Linked DNA regions of Sus scrofa: region 1 is linked to region 2. The links are chromatin contacts, called in public HiChIP or PLAC-seq maps. All regions are on one chromosome and are shown on one strand. Each heading gives the region's core, a stretch centred on a gene start, on an enhancer-like site or on the middle of the called end of the contact. The rest is flanking DNA. Distances are from core to core; before and after follow the strand shown.

Evidence for each region. HiChIP or PLAC-seq counts read pairs in DNA pulled down with a chosen protein or histone mark.
Region 1: a contact with region 2 is called in an H3K27ac HiChIP or PLAC-seq map of alveolar macrophages. The contact joins two enhancer-like sites. A contact is called at or near these places in 1 of 47 Hi-C or Micro-C datasets (embryonic fibroblasts) and 2 of 2 datasets of contacts at active chromatin or transcription factors (alveolar macrophages and skeletal muscle).

Annotation. Positions count from the first base shown.
Region 1 is chr17:54,861,184-54,867,073 of Sscrofa11.1, reverse strand. LOC106504276 (a long non-coding RNA gene) reads left to right here. Exons shown (of 9, transcript XR_002340125.1): 4 at 788-1,340; 5 at 1,924-4,955; 6 at 5,450-5,890. Among named protein-coding and RNA genes, the nearest start is that of BCAS1, 160 kb to the left of the region's middle. Within about 2 kb of position 1,988, at least 19 of the 83 cell types and tissues checked have an H3K27ac peak or open chromatin away from gene starts, as enhancers often do. A contact at or near this core is called in alveolar macrophages, where this site is marked.
Region 2 is chr17:54,732,310-54,737,961 of Sscrofa11.1, reverse strand. It overlaps the pseudogene LOC110257394. Among named protein-coding and RNA genes, the nearest start is that of ZNF217, 100 kb to the right of the region's middle. Within about 2 kb of position 2,956, at least 20 of the 83 cell types and tissues checked have an H3K27ac peak or open chromatin away from gene starts, as enhancers often do. A contact at or near this core is called in alveolar macrophages, where this site is marked.

The sequences.
Region 1 (5,890 bases), core at 739-3,238, 130 kb before region 2:
CGGCCAAGCGCCTCTGGGGGCCGGGTGAGCCTCGACACATGGAGACAGAAGAATCTCTACCCTCGTGGAACTTGCAGTACAGGGGGAGAGCAGCATCAATGAAGAGAGAAGCAGGACTCCTTGGTCACATGTCCCCAGTGCTTCAGAGAAAAACAAGTAGAGAGAAACAGGGTCAGGATGGGGGCAATTTTGGGGAGAGAGGCTGGAGAAAGCCCCTTGGGCAGGAACCCCAGGCGGGGGAAGGCGGCCTGGGGCCCCTGGGGGATAATTCCAAAAAGAGCTGCGGGCAGTTCACAGGGTCAGGGGGTGGGGGCATGTCCTGGGCCACTGTGCCAGAGTGGAGGACAAGAGGGTGGGTGGATGAGTCAAGAGAGGAGCAGATGTGGGGGGTCTCCGCGGGCCTTTAGACTTTGCTCTGTGATGGCGAGTCACTGGGAAGACACATCTGGAAAGAGACTGGGATTTAAAATGATTTCCAAATCATCCCGCTGTGGGGATTAAAGGAAAGGGGGCCTTGGGGGACACCGGGGAGAGCTGGGAAGGTCTGGGAGTCCTTTTTTCATGACATGGTGACAAGCCGTCAGGCTCTTTGAAAGTAAGGCCACCAGAGGTGCTGACGGATTGGGTGTGGGAGGCGGGGAGGGTGTCAGGGTGATTCCAGAATTTCCAGCCTGAGACTGAATGAAGAGATGCCTAGTCGAGGAAGACTGAGGAAAGCAGGTTGGAGGATGGGGGGGGGGAGCGGGGTTTCAGGCGTGTGACATTTGAAGCTATTTTTATCCTGCAGGTGGGGATATGGACAAGACAGAGTCCCGACCTCCCTGGGAAACTGGTGTGAGGAAGTCCAGTCAGCAACACAACTGAGAGAGACCCCGCCGTGCCCAGTAGTGCCAGGCATAGTGAAGTTAAGGTGATGGGGAGGGGTGACCATTGGAGGTGAAGGGACCTGAGAGTGGAGACCAGGACAGGGGATGGGAAAGCCAAGTCCCTGAGGAAGGGATGAGCTTAATAAGTTTGAGGAACAGAAAAAAGGTGACTCCAGAAGGCTTGCCCACAGCTGGGTCTTACAAGGGATGGAAGCCCTTAGACCTCAAGGAGGGATCGTGTGGCCTCCTGATTTCCGTTTTTATAGGCAGCTTTGGAGGATGGATTAGCAGGAGAGGGAGGCGAGCGCTGGAGTAGGAAACCCAACTGGCAGCCGGTCCACCGCTGTCCAGCAAATCTGGTGTTGACTCGGAAGGTCAGTGGAGACGGAGGGAGTTGAGAGATGTGGGATCTGCTTTGGAGGCAGAGACAACAGAATGGGAGAAAGGAATCCAGGATGACGCCGACGTCTTGGGGTGAGCACAGCAGGGGGGGCATGGTGAGGGGAGGATCTGGGTCCTCTCTGGGAAGTTTCAAATGAAGGAAGGACGAAGAACTTGGGGATCATATTGGATTTGTGTGTGTGTGTGTGTGTGTGTGGCGTGCGGAAGTTCCAGGGCCAGGGATCAAACCCATGCCACTGTTGTAACGAGAGCCACAGCAGTAACAATGCCGGATCCCCAACCCTGCTGAGCCACCAGGGAACTCCACGTTGGCACTGTCTAATGTTAATAATTATACATGCAGAATAGCGAACAAATCAGCATCCAGCTTGGTAAATTTTCCCAAAGTGACAGATCCCGGTAATCAGCACCCCAAAAGTCCCTCTGTGCCCCCTCCATTCTTCTTTCCCCAAGGTCACCATTGTCCCAGCCTGACATACTTTTTATTGACATTTGAAAACCTATGATTAAGAGATAATAATCAGAGGTAAGCGTGGGGTATTTGCTTATGTAATTCTCAGAAAAATACCTCCCTTGTTTTTGTAGACTCGGGTTTTGTTCTGCCATGAGTCATTTCGAGGTTTGCTGGAGTGTCTTTTTCTCCTTCATCCCACAGGAGGCGCTGCTGAGGAGTGTGAGTGAGGTCCCGCCTGACCCCAGCTAGTGGGCTGCTGCCTTCTTCTGGCTTCCGTGAGTCAAAGGGACATGAAAACCACAACATGAGGTTTAACTGCGAAGCCCCGCTCCCCGCCCATCCCCTTCGCCTCTTGAGTTTCATTTTACTGGTCCCGTCCCAACAGATGGCTCTTCTTAAAGCAGCATCGCCAGTGTGTATGCAATGACAGGAGAGCCAATTTTATTCTCTCCTGGAAATTAATTTCTCTTCCATTTCTCTCTTCCCCTCCACCCCTCTCTCTGTTCCTGTGATGATTTCTTTCGGAAATAGTTCCCCTTGCACGCGATCTCCACAAACCTCTGAATCCCCGCAGATGGAGCAAGGCTGCTCTTGTGAGGGAACGGAGGGCAGGAGGCATGTCCTGGGCTCTGCGGTTTTGCTCCTGAAGGAGGAGGACATGGGGACAGCTCTAGGACTAAGGGTTCATCTTTTCATCTATGTTTACTTCTCAGGAGACCCCAGCCCCATGGTCTTAAATTTTTCATTGAAGTATAGTTGGTTTACAATGTTCCTTCAGTTTCTACTGTACAGCAAAGTGACCCAGCCACACACACACACACACACACACATACACATACATTGTTTTTTTTTTTTTTCTTCATACTAGCTACTATGTTTTTTGCCTCCTTGGCTCTGCACATGTGTTCTCTACATAATATTAAACAGTAACCTTTGTGTCTCCCACATTCTGGGGTGCTCCAGACACACATACCACATTTTTCAACCACGCACACATGCACGCACAAGAGTGGAACCCGTACTGGCTGACCCAGGGCAAAATCAAACAACTTTTAACTGCTACCTTTTTTAACACCTTAATTGAGACATAATTTACGTGCCATAAAATTCACCCATTTTAAGTGTGTGATTCAATGGCTTTTTAAGTTTACTGAGTTGTATCCTGGCTGTTTTCTTTCTTGCAAACGGAGCCACTGGATGAACACTCTCACCCCCTGAGCTCCCTCCCCACTTGGAAATGTGACAGTTAAAGAGCAGGTTCTGTTTCACCCCCCCCCCCAAGTAGTTTTTATTCATTCTGCCATTTACAACTTACTTCCTGTGTTTTGATTCTGAGCTGCTCAGGCCTACTTCTTAGAAGCCAAGTGGATTAGTTTTTACACTGTCAAGAAGTTTCTCTTGTGTCAGAGGAGTTTTCTGGGTTTTTTGTTTGTTTTGTTAATCTTCAGATCTTTGCTTCATCTGCTGAGGTAATGACAGAGAGACCTGAAAATGTTATCTTTGTGATATGAAAGACTATACAGAAATATTTGGTATTTGGAGCTCAACTAAAAGGTTCATAGCATTCTGACTGTTGGGATTGGTGGAAGAAAAAAAAAGATATTTAGACTATAAATAGGGCATGGAGGCCTAGAACTTTTTCCTAATATTAAAATCTGCATATATAGATTTCAGTTTTGACATCTGTTTTCTCATTTGAAAAACAGACATGAAAATAACCACTTTAGGAGATTTGCCTGAGGATCACATGATTCATGTGAAAACAGCTAGAATGCTAATGATTTTTTAAATCTATAAATGTTCATGGAACACCAATCTTGAGGAACTTCACTAATGGAATAAGAATACTGTTTTGGCCACGGTATGTTAATAAAAGCGAAGGGCCTGCTACTGGAGAGTATGTACCAGTTTAGCCAATCGCTCACTAAGGAGGTAATGAGGCTTGCTGTGTGCCAGGCCCCAGGGACTGAGTGGTGGACAGGCAGGCAGAGTCAGGTGGCAGACAGGTGTCTAACGTAGAGCTGAGCAAAGAAGTACGTACGAACTGTGCAAGTGCTGGGGAAGAAACTATTCTGGGGTATGTGTGTGTGTTTGAAGCAATTTAAGAGAATGCATTTTTTGCTAGTAAATGTATATACCTATAGGCCGAGAAAAATTTCCTGGAACAATTCACGAGGAATTGGTGACGAGGGTTTCTTTTTGTGACAGGAACCAGAAAGGGAGAGAGAGGGACATCTTCTGCTTTTGATTCTATAACTTTTCCGTACATTTTGAAGTTTCTAACTATAGGCACATATTTTTATTATGTTTTTTAATAAGTTTATTTATTTATTATTTTGTCTTTTGAGGGTCGCACTCGCAGTCTATGGAATTTCCCAGGCCAGGGGTTGAATTGGAGCTGTAGCTGCCGGTCTACGCCACAGCCACGCCAGATCTGAGCCACATCTGTGACCTACACCACAGCTCATGGCAACGCCGGATCCTTAACCCACTGTGCAAGGCCAGGGATCAAACCTGGGTCTTCATGAATACTAGTCAGGCTTGTTACCCCTGAGCCATGATGGGAACTCTCTATTATTTGTTTTCTTATTTAAATATCAGCAGGGCTTTTCTGATCAATAAGCTGAGAATCCATTTTTATCTTCTTCATTAGATTTTATTTAAAAAAAACCTGTTAAAGTGAATAAATGATTAACTGCCTGAAATATTTAACTTGCCATGCCAAGCCAATTAAATATAATGTTACACTTGAAAAGACAAAGGTCATTTAAAGAGTGCAAGAATTCCTCAACCCACACCAAACTGCTACCAGCCTGCTAGTGCCCACAAAGTTTGCCCGGACAATAACCCTTTTATTCAACAGATATCTGAGTGCCTACTGTGTACCAGGCATTGTTCTGAGTACCAGTAGATAAAACAAAGCTCACAGGGAGTCACAGACTAGATTCAAGTTGGAGGAAACACAATTAGTAAGTAGACATTATATACAAACATGTAACAAGTGCTGCATTGAAAAATTAAAGAAGGGCTGGGTGGCGAGTGACCGGTGGAGATGGAGGGTGTGCACAGAACACATGCCACAGTCGCATCACTGCAGAGAAAGGTCAGGAGGCCTGAGGAGGCAGAGACTTCAGCAGTGACCTGGATGGAGGCAAGGAAGGGATGAGCCACACCAAGAGCTGAAGGACGGACCAGGAAAGGCCCTGAAATGGGAGAGCTGGAAACCATTATCGGTGAGGTCATGACTACTGTACAATTTTTTTCTGCCATGTCACAGTGTTCAAAACATTTTATAATTTACAACTTTTTTTTCAAAGAAGTAAAAATGAACACTGATGGCTTTATTAGCTGTGGATATACAGGACTCAGGTTATGTGGTTCTGGGCACTGCTGCTCTTTTTTCGCTATTTAATAAAAATAATCACTGAGAACGATACATGCTAGAGAAAACAGAGACATCTTTATATACTGAAAAATGTTTTAAACTTCTTTAGTCATATGTGGTCATTAAATTTTATCTGTTTTTGGCCATGCCTGCAGCATGCAAAAGTTCCCGGGCCAGGGATCGAACCTGAACCATAATGGTGACAGTGCCAGATCCTTAACCTGCTGAGCCACCAGGGAGCTCCTTTTATTATACTAACAGTACCTCATAAGATATGTGTATTTTACTATTGTCGTACATGCCCATTTTTATCCACTGAAAATTAATAAATATTACTTCCAGGTCTTAAGGAACAGGATCCTGGGACGCGTTGTGTGCAGTCTGCTCTGAGACGCTGACCAGCAGGAGCGCACTCTGACAGGTAAGGGCATCTCGGCGCTACCTAAAACAGCTAACAAGCCCTAGCTCACCGTCTCATCATACTTGGGAACACACTTCTCTACCAGCCTCACTTGTGCAAACAAAAGGCTGGCTGTAAGTTATCTCTGAGTTCTTTGATTCATTCTCTTTCCCCTTCTCTTAGATTTTCAATTCTAACTCTATGACTTCTGACTGAAATAATGAATTGTAACCAGTGACTTTCATGTCACTGACTGAGCACTAAGTTACTCTTCCTCCTTCAAACAAGATTCTGGGGGTGGGTTGATCCAGAACGGTGGCTCTCAACCAGAGGCAATCCAAACCTGGCCAGTGACGATCCCCCCTTCTAGGGGACATGTGATG
Region 2 (5,652 bases), core at 1,707-4,206:
GTTTTCATGACTTTTGTTTTACTTCTTGAGAGAAGGGGCTCCATTTCCTGCAAAGCTTCCACATGCAGGCCCTCCCTTGTCCAGCTGGGGCATAAAGATCAAATGAGATGAAACTCGGAATGGATGAATCAGGAGAAGCAGCCGTGGGTGGAGCGCCTCGGTAGCTCCAAACAAACACAGCAGTGGATGCTTCGTGGGGCAGGAGGCCAGGGGCTCTTCACTCTGCCGGGTGCCCCCCGAAAGGGGAAAGGTGCTTGTTAACAGTATCAAGCCCTTACGAGCCAGAGCTGTCGGGAGCATTTCACATGGATTCACGTGGTTAAACCTTCATAACAACCTTAAAGAGGCAGGGACAGTTATTGTGTCCATTTTACAGATAAGGCAACAGGGAGGGCAAGTAGTGCCTCCAAGGTCACACAGCTAGGAAATGGTGGTCAGGACACATGTTTGGGCCATCCGGCTCCAGAGCCCACATCCCACACGCTAGGCTGCCCTGCTGCAGAAGGAATGGCTAGGCTTCCAGAGAGTTCCATGGCATCCTCAGGCTGCCCGGGAGTTGGGGGTTGGCCAAGGAAGATTTTGCCAGACTCAAATGGGATCTAGGGAATGGTGCAGAGGGAACCAAGAGGAAATATACCTGCTGGAAAAGCAGACGGACCAGGGTTGGGTGCGGGGGGAGTCTGGGAAGTGGGGACTAAAGATGACTCCAAATATCCCCTAAAGAAACTGACTCCCCACAGGCTATAAGGAAGCTCATCTCTCTTCTGGAGTCAGAGACTGGGGAGGAGAATGGAGGGAGAAAAAAAGGAATGAGCCGAAGTCCCCTATGGCTCAGTGGGTTAAGGATCTGGTGTTGTCGCTGCTGTGGCATGGGTTTGATCCCTGGCCCAGGAACCTCTGCATGCTGTGGGTACAGCCAAAAAAGTAGAAAATAAATAAATTGAATTTTAAAAAGGAGTTCTGGAGTTCCCATTGTGGCTCAGTGGGTTAAGGACCTGATGTTGTCTCTGTGAGGATAAGGGTTCGATCCCTAGTCTCATTCAGTGGCTTAAGGATCCAGCCTGGCCGCAAGCTGCAGTGTAGGTTGCAGATGTGACTCAGATCCAGTATTGCCATGCCTGTGGCATAGGCTGGCAGCTGCAGCTCTGATTCAGCCCCTAGCCTGGAAACTTCCAGATGCCGCAGGTGCGGCCCTAAAAAGGGAAAACAAAAAAATTCTCTGGTGGCCCAGCGGGTTAAGGATCCAGGTGGTCCCTGCTGTGGCGCAGGTTCGATCCCTGGCCTGGGAACTTCAGCATGCTGCAGATGCAGAGGGAAAGAAAGAAACAAAGAAGGAAGGAAGGAAGGAAGGAAGGGAAAGGAGAGCAGAGTCAGGGGCCCCAGGCCTGTGGGAGAGGGGAGGAGAGCAAGGAGAAAGGAGCAGAGGCCTCTGAGGAAACTGACAAGCCCAGGACGGGTGGAAGGGTTTGGGGGTTCTCGCGCTAAATCCCCCATCCCAGCTCCCCTGCAGTTTTCTGCAGAGTCTGCACTTCTCACCTGCCCCTTTCAGTCCAGAGTAGGCAGAGGAGCAGGGTCTCCAAGTCAAGCCAGGTGCCTGGGGACCTGCTCCATGGAGGGAGGCGGCGGGAGGGGAAGGCAGCTCTGGAGTCGCTGTGAGCTGGTGGCATTCCAAACGCGTCACCCACCCCGGGTCCAAATTCCCCATCATTCCCGTGTGAGCCCTGGGAGGCACCTGCACAGCCCGCAGGGAAGAGCACAGTGGTCCTGCTGGGGAGCCCTGGCTCCCCCACACCCCTGGGCCGTGGGGGGACTCCACCTCCTTGTTCTTTTGACTTGCATTGGGGTGGAGGGTTAATGAGGCCCCAGGGCAGTGCCCCCTGTGACGCTTACTCTTTCCCCCGTGCCTACAGCACAGTGGGTAAATGGCTGGGGAATGGGCAAATGACATGAGCAAATCACAGCTGAACCTGATAGGCTTGAGTGGGTTAACAAGCAGGGGCCTCAGGAAGGCAGGGAGAGGTGAGCATCTTGGTTTAGGGGAGAGACAGTGCAGGAGTCCTGGCCTGGGCTTTAGTTCCTCTAAGGAACGTTTGCGGCCATCCAGGCCCATGGCCAGGCAGTTTCTCATCCTCAGCCCTGTTGGCACTGGGGGCTGGACCATTCTCTGTGGAGGGGGACCGTCCTGTGCACTGGAGGATGCTCAGCAGCATCCCTGGCCTCTACCCACTGGATGCCAGAAGTGTTGGAACAACCAAAATGTCTCCAGATGTCACCAAGGGTCCCTGGGGACAAAATCCCCTGCTGAGAACCAGGTAAGCTGCCCCTCTCATTCTCCCATCTCTGAGATGCTGGAGGTCTTGGCTTCCAGTGTTTCTGAGAGGATCTGGGACTTCTTGCAGCCTCCATGCTGAGACTGTCAGAGCAAAGGTGGGAACCCAGCCACCTGGCTTGACCTGGAGACCCACGCCTTCTGGGGGAGAAGTGGTTGTTAATCCAGCTGCTTTATTCTAGAAATGAGGACCCCAAAGCCCAGAAGCGTTCAGGGACTAGTCCAAGATACGATAGCAAGTTGGGGAATGGGTAGATGGTTTGTTTCTAATCTGCATAAACTAGTAGGAATGCTGACAAATAATACACTTGGAGTTGGCACTGGGCATTCGTTTTGTCCCCTTTGACCTCAGTCAGAATGAGTGGCTGAGTGACGTGCCCTGGGGTCACTTCCCAGTTCCAGCCTGCTCCCTGGGGCTCTCTGCTTAGCTCAGTGCCAGCAGGGTTGTCCCTCGGCTGGCCGCTGCCCATCTGGACATAAGGAACCGGAAGGTCTTTGTGAAACCTCAGGAACAGGAAAGAAAGAGAGAAAGAGGGAAGAAAAAGTTCTCCAGATGAGCACGTGGGGCATGAAGCAGGCAGCAGCTGAGCCTCCAGACTCCATGATCTAGAGCAAGGGATGAGGTCACTTTGTTTTGAAATAAGACTGAGGCGTGTCCTGTGCTGTCCTTGCCGAAGCCTCACTCGCCTTAAAGGTGAGTCAGAGCTGGCTCTGGACCTTGGGGATCAAGGTCATGTGTCAGACCAAATCCTGGGAGGGGCAGGAGAGAGTCAGTGATTCTCCACCTGGACATTTGAGATGCCCAAGGACTCAAGAGCTTGGCTCACACTTCTGGCTGCAGATGTGATGGCACAGGGGTTTTTATCCAGTCGATCTGGGGCAAAGTTGGCGGCTTTTCCTACCTGCCCTACAGACGTGCTGCTTAAACTAGGTCGTGCCCCTGGCGGTGGTCCAAGTGGAGTAGGTGGTAGACAGGCAGAGGGAAGGCTGCCAGGGGTCATTTGAACACTCAGCACGTTGAGCACCGACTATATGCCGGGCATGCTCTTAAGAGCTGGCATAGAGCCAAGGCCAATCCCTACAGTCCTGGAATTCGTATGTACTGCCTGGAGGCAGGTAATAAACAGATCTCCATCTAAGGTATAAGGTGATGATAATTCACGAGAAAAATACAGCTGAGTGGATGGCTATAGGGAAAGAGCTGGGGCCTCTCTTAGATGGAGGGTATGGGGAAGGACTGTTGGAGGAAGGAGGTTTGGAGCTGTTCTAGAACATGTGCCATCAGTGTTCAGGGTGAAAATGGAGCCCAGGACTGGGAGACACACTTGAAAGGGGCAGTGGATGCTTCTACACCAGTGCTTAGGGCAGTGCTCTTCGTAAGAGCCGAAAGGTAGAAGCAACCCACGCCCAGCCACGGTTGGACAGATGAGTAAAAGGTGGGCTACTAGCCTTAAAGAGGAATGACATTCGGGAGTGCCCCTGGCGACACCGGGGGTTAAGGCTCTGGTGCTGTCACGGCTGTGGCTTGGGTTCCATCCCTGGCTCCGGAAGCTTTCACATGCTCTGGGCATGGCCATAAATAAATAAATAATAAATGCTCTTTTTGTTAATGACTGAAATTCAGACACATGCAACAGCATGGATGAACTTCGAAGACGGGAGAAATAAGCCAGATACAAAAGGACAAATAATGTGTGATGCCACTTACAGGAGAGACCAAAAGCAGTCGAATTCATAGAGACAGAAAGTAGAATGGCAGTTGCAGGAGCTGAGGATGGCAGGGGTGGGGGGGTGGAGAACGAGAAGGTGCTGGTGAATGGGTACAGCGTTTCCGTTTGGGGTGCTGAAAAGCTTTGGAGATGGCTGATGATTGTGGCTGTACAGCAGCGTGAATGCACTTACTGTCACCGAACTGTACACTTGCAGTGGCTCACACGGTAAGCTCTATTTATGGATGTTTAACCACAATTTTTTTTAAACAGCTGGAGAAAAAAGGATAGGTGTCAGGAGGAGGAAAAAGGGCAGGGACAGAAACGTTGCTTGAATGAAGCTTCCTCTGGACCAGGCCGCCCATTAGATTTTCTACATACATTATCTCATTTCATCTTTACGATATCCTTAAACATCAGATATGATCCCAGCTTATAGATGAACAGCCAACACTCAAACCCATGAAACGCCTTTCTCAGGGGTGAGTGACAAAGCTATGATGCAACCCCAGGTTCCTGGCTCTTTGCCCACACTACTAACCTACCACCTTAACTAACCTGCATGACGATGACACCTTGTTGTTTGCTTAAGACATTTACAGAAACCACCGCCTCTTACGCAACTTTTGATAGAGTTGGCTTCTGCATAAACCCGTAGTGGCAGTGGACTTCAAGGGGGCTCGGTTGCGTAGGATGAATTCATGAAAAAGATGATTCCATTTGCATCTTGATGGTCGCTTTGGAATTTAAAAATAGTTCATGTCAGAGATCCCTTCGCGGCTCAGCGGCTAACAAACCCGACTAGGATCCATGAGGATGCGGGTTCGATCCCTGGCCTTGCTCAGTGGGTTAAGGATCCGGCGTTGCCGTGAGCTGTGCTGTAGGTTGCAGATGTGGCTCAGATCCCGCGTTGCTGTGGCTGTGGTGTAGGCTAACCTGGGAACCTCCATATGCTGCGGGTACAGCCCTAAAAAAAAAGTTCATGTCACTCATTCCATAAACAAATCCAAGTCCTTTTCTGAGCCGGGGAGCGTGTGAAAGAGATAAAGAAACCGACTACTTGAGGAAGAGCCCAGCCTGATGGAGTAAGGAGAGCAAATCAGTAGCACCAATTCTTGGTGGAAAAGGCTGCATAAATATTACACAGAGATTTGCCCGAGCCCTGCCCAGGAAGGGTAAAGGATCCCAAAGAAAAAAAAATTTTTTTTTGTCCTAGGAAATCAGAAAGCCCTTTTTCCATAGAAAATTTGAGTTACTCTAGAACGCCAACCATAAGAGTTAACCAGAACTCTTAACTTGCAATTTCTGACACACTTTCACTTCCCCACCCACCTTCCTTCCCACTGGTCAGTTTCCTGGGAAACATCCACATTTTAAGAACAAAAATATCAATAACATGTCATTAGAATGACATCAACATGACAAGAACATTTTGTTAAAATACCTCCAAGTTCTAAAGTACATGTGACAATTATTTTTAAATAGGATTAATTCCACAGCAGGGAGACACTAATGAGATGCCTTTTTTTTTTTTTTTAAATACAAAAGATATTTGATTTCTCAGGATGCTTATCCTCTGGATCAGAATAGTGGCTGAGGTTTAATATTAACTTC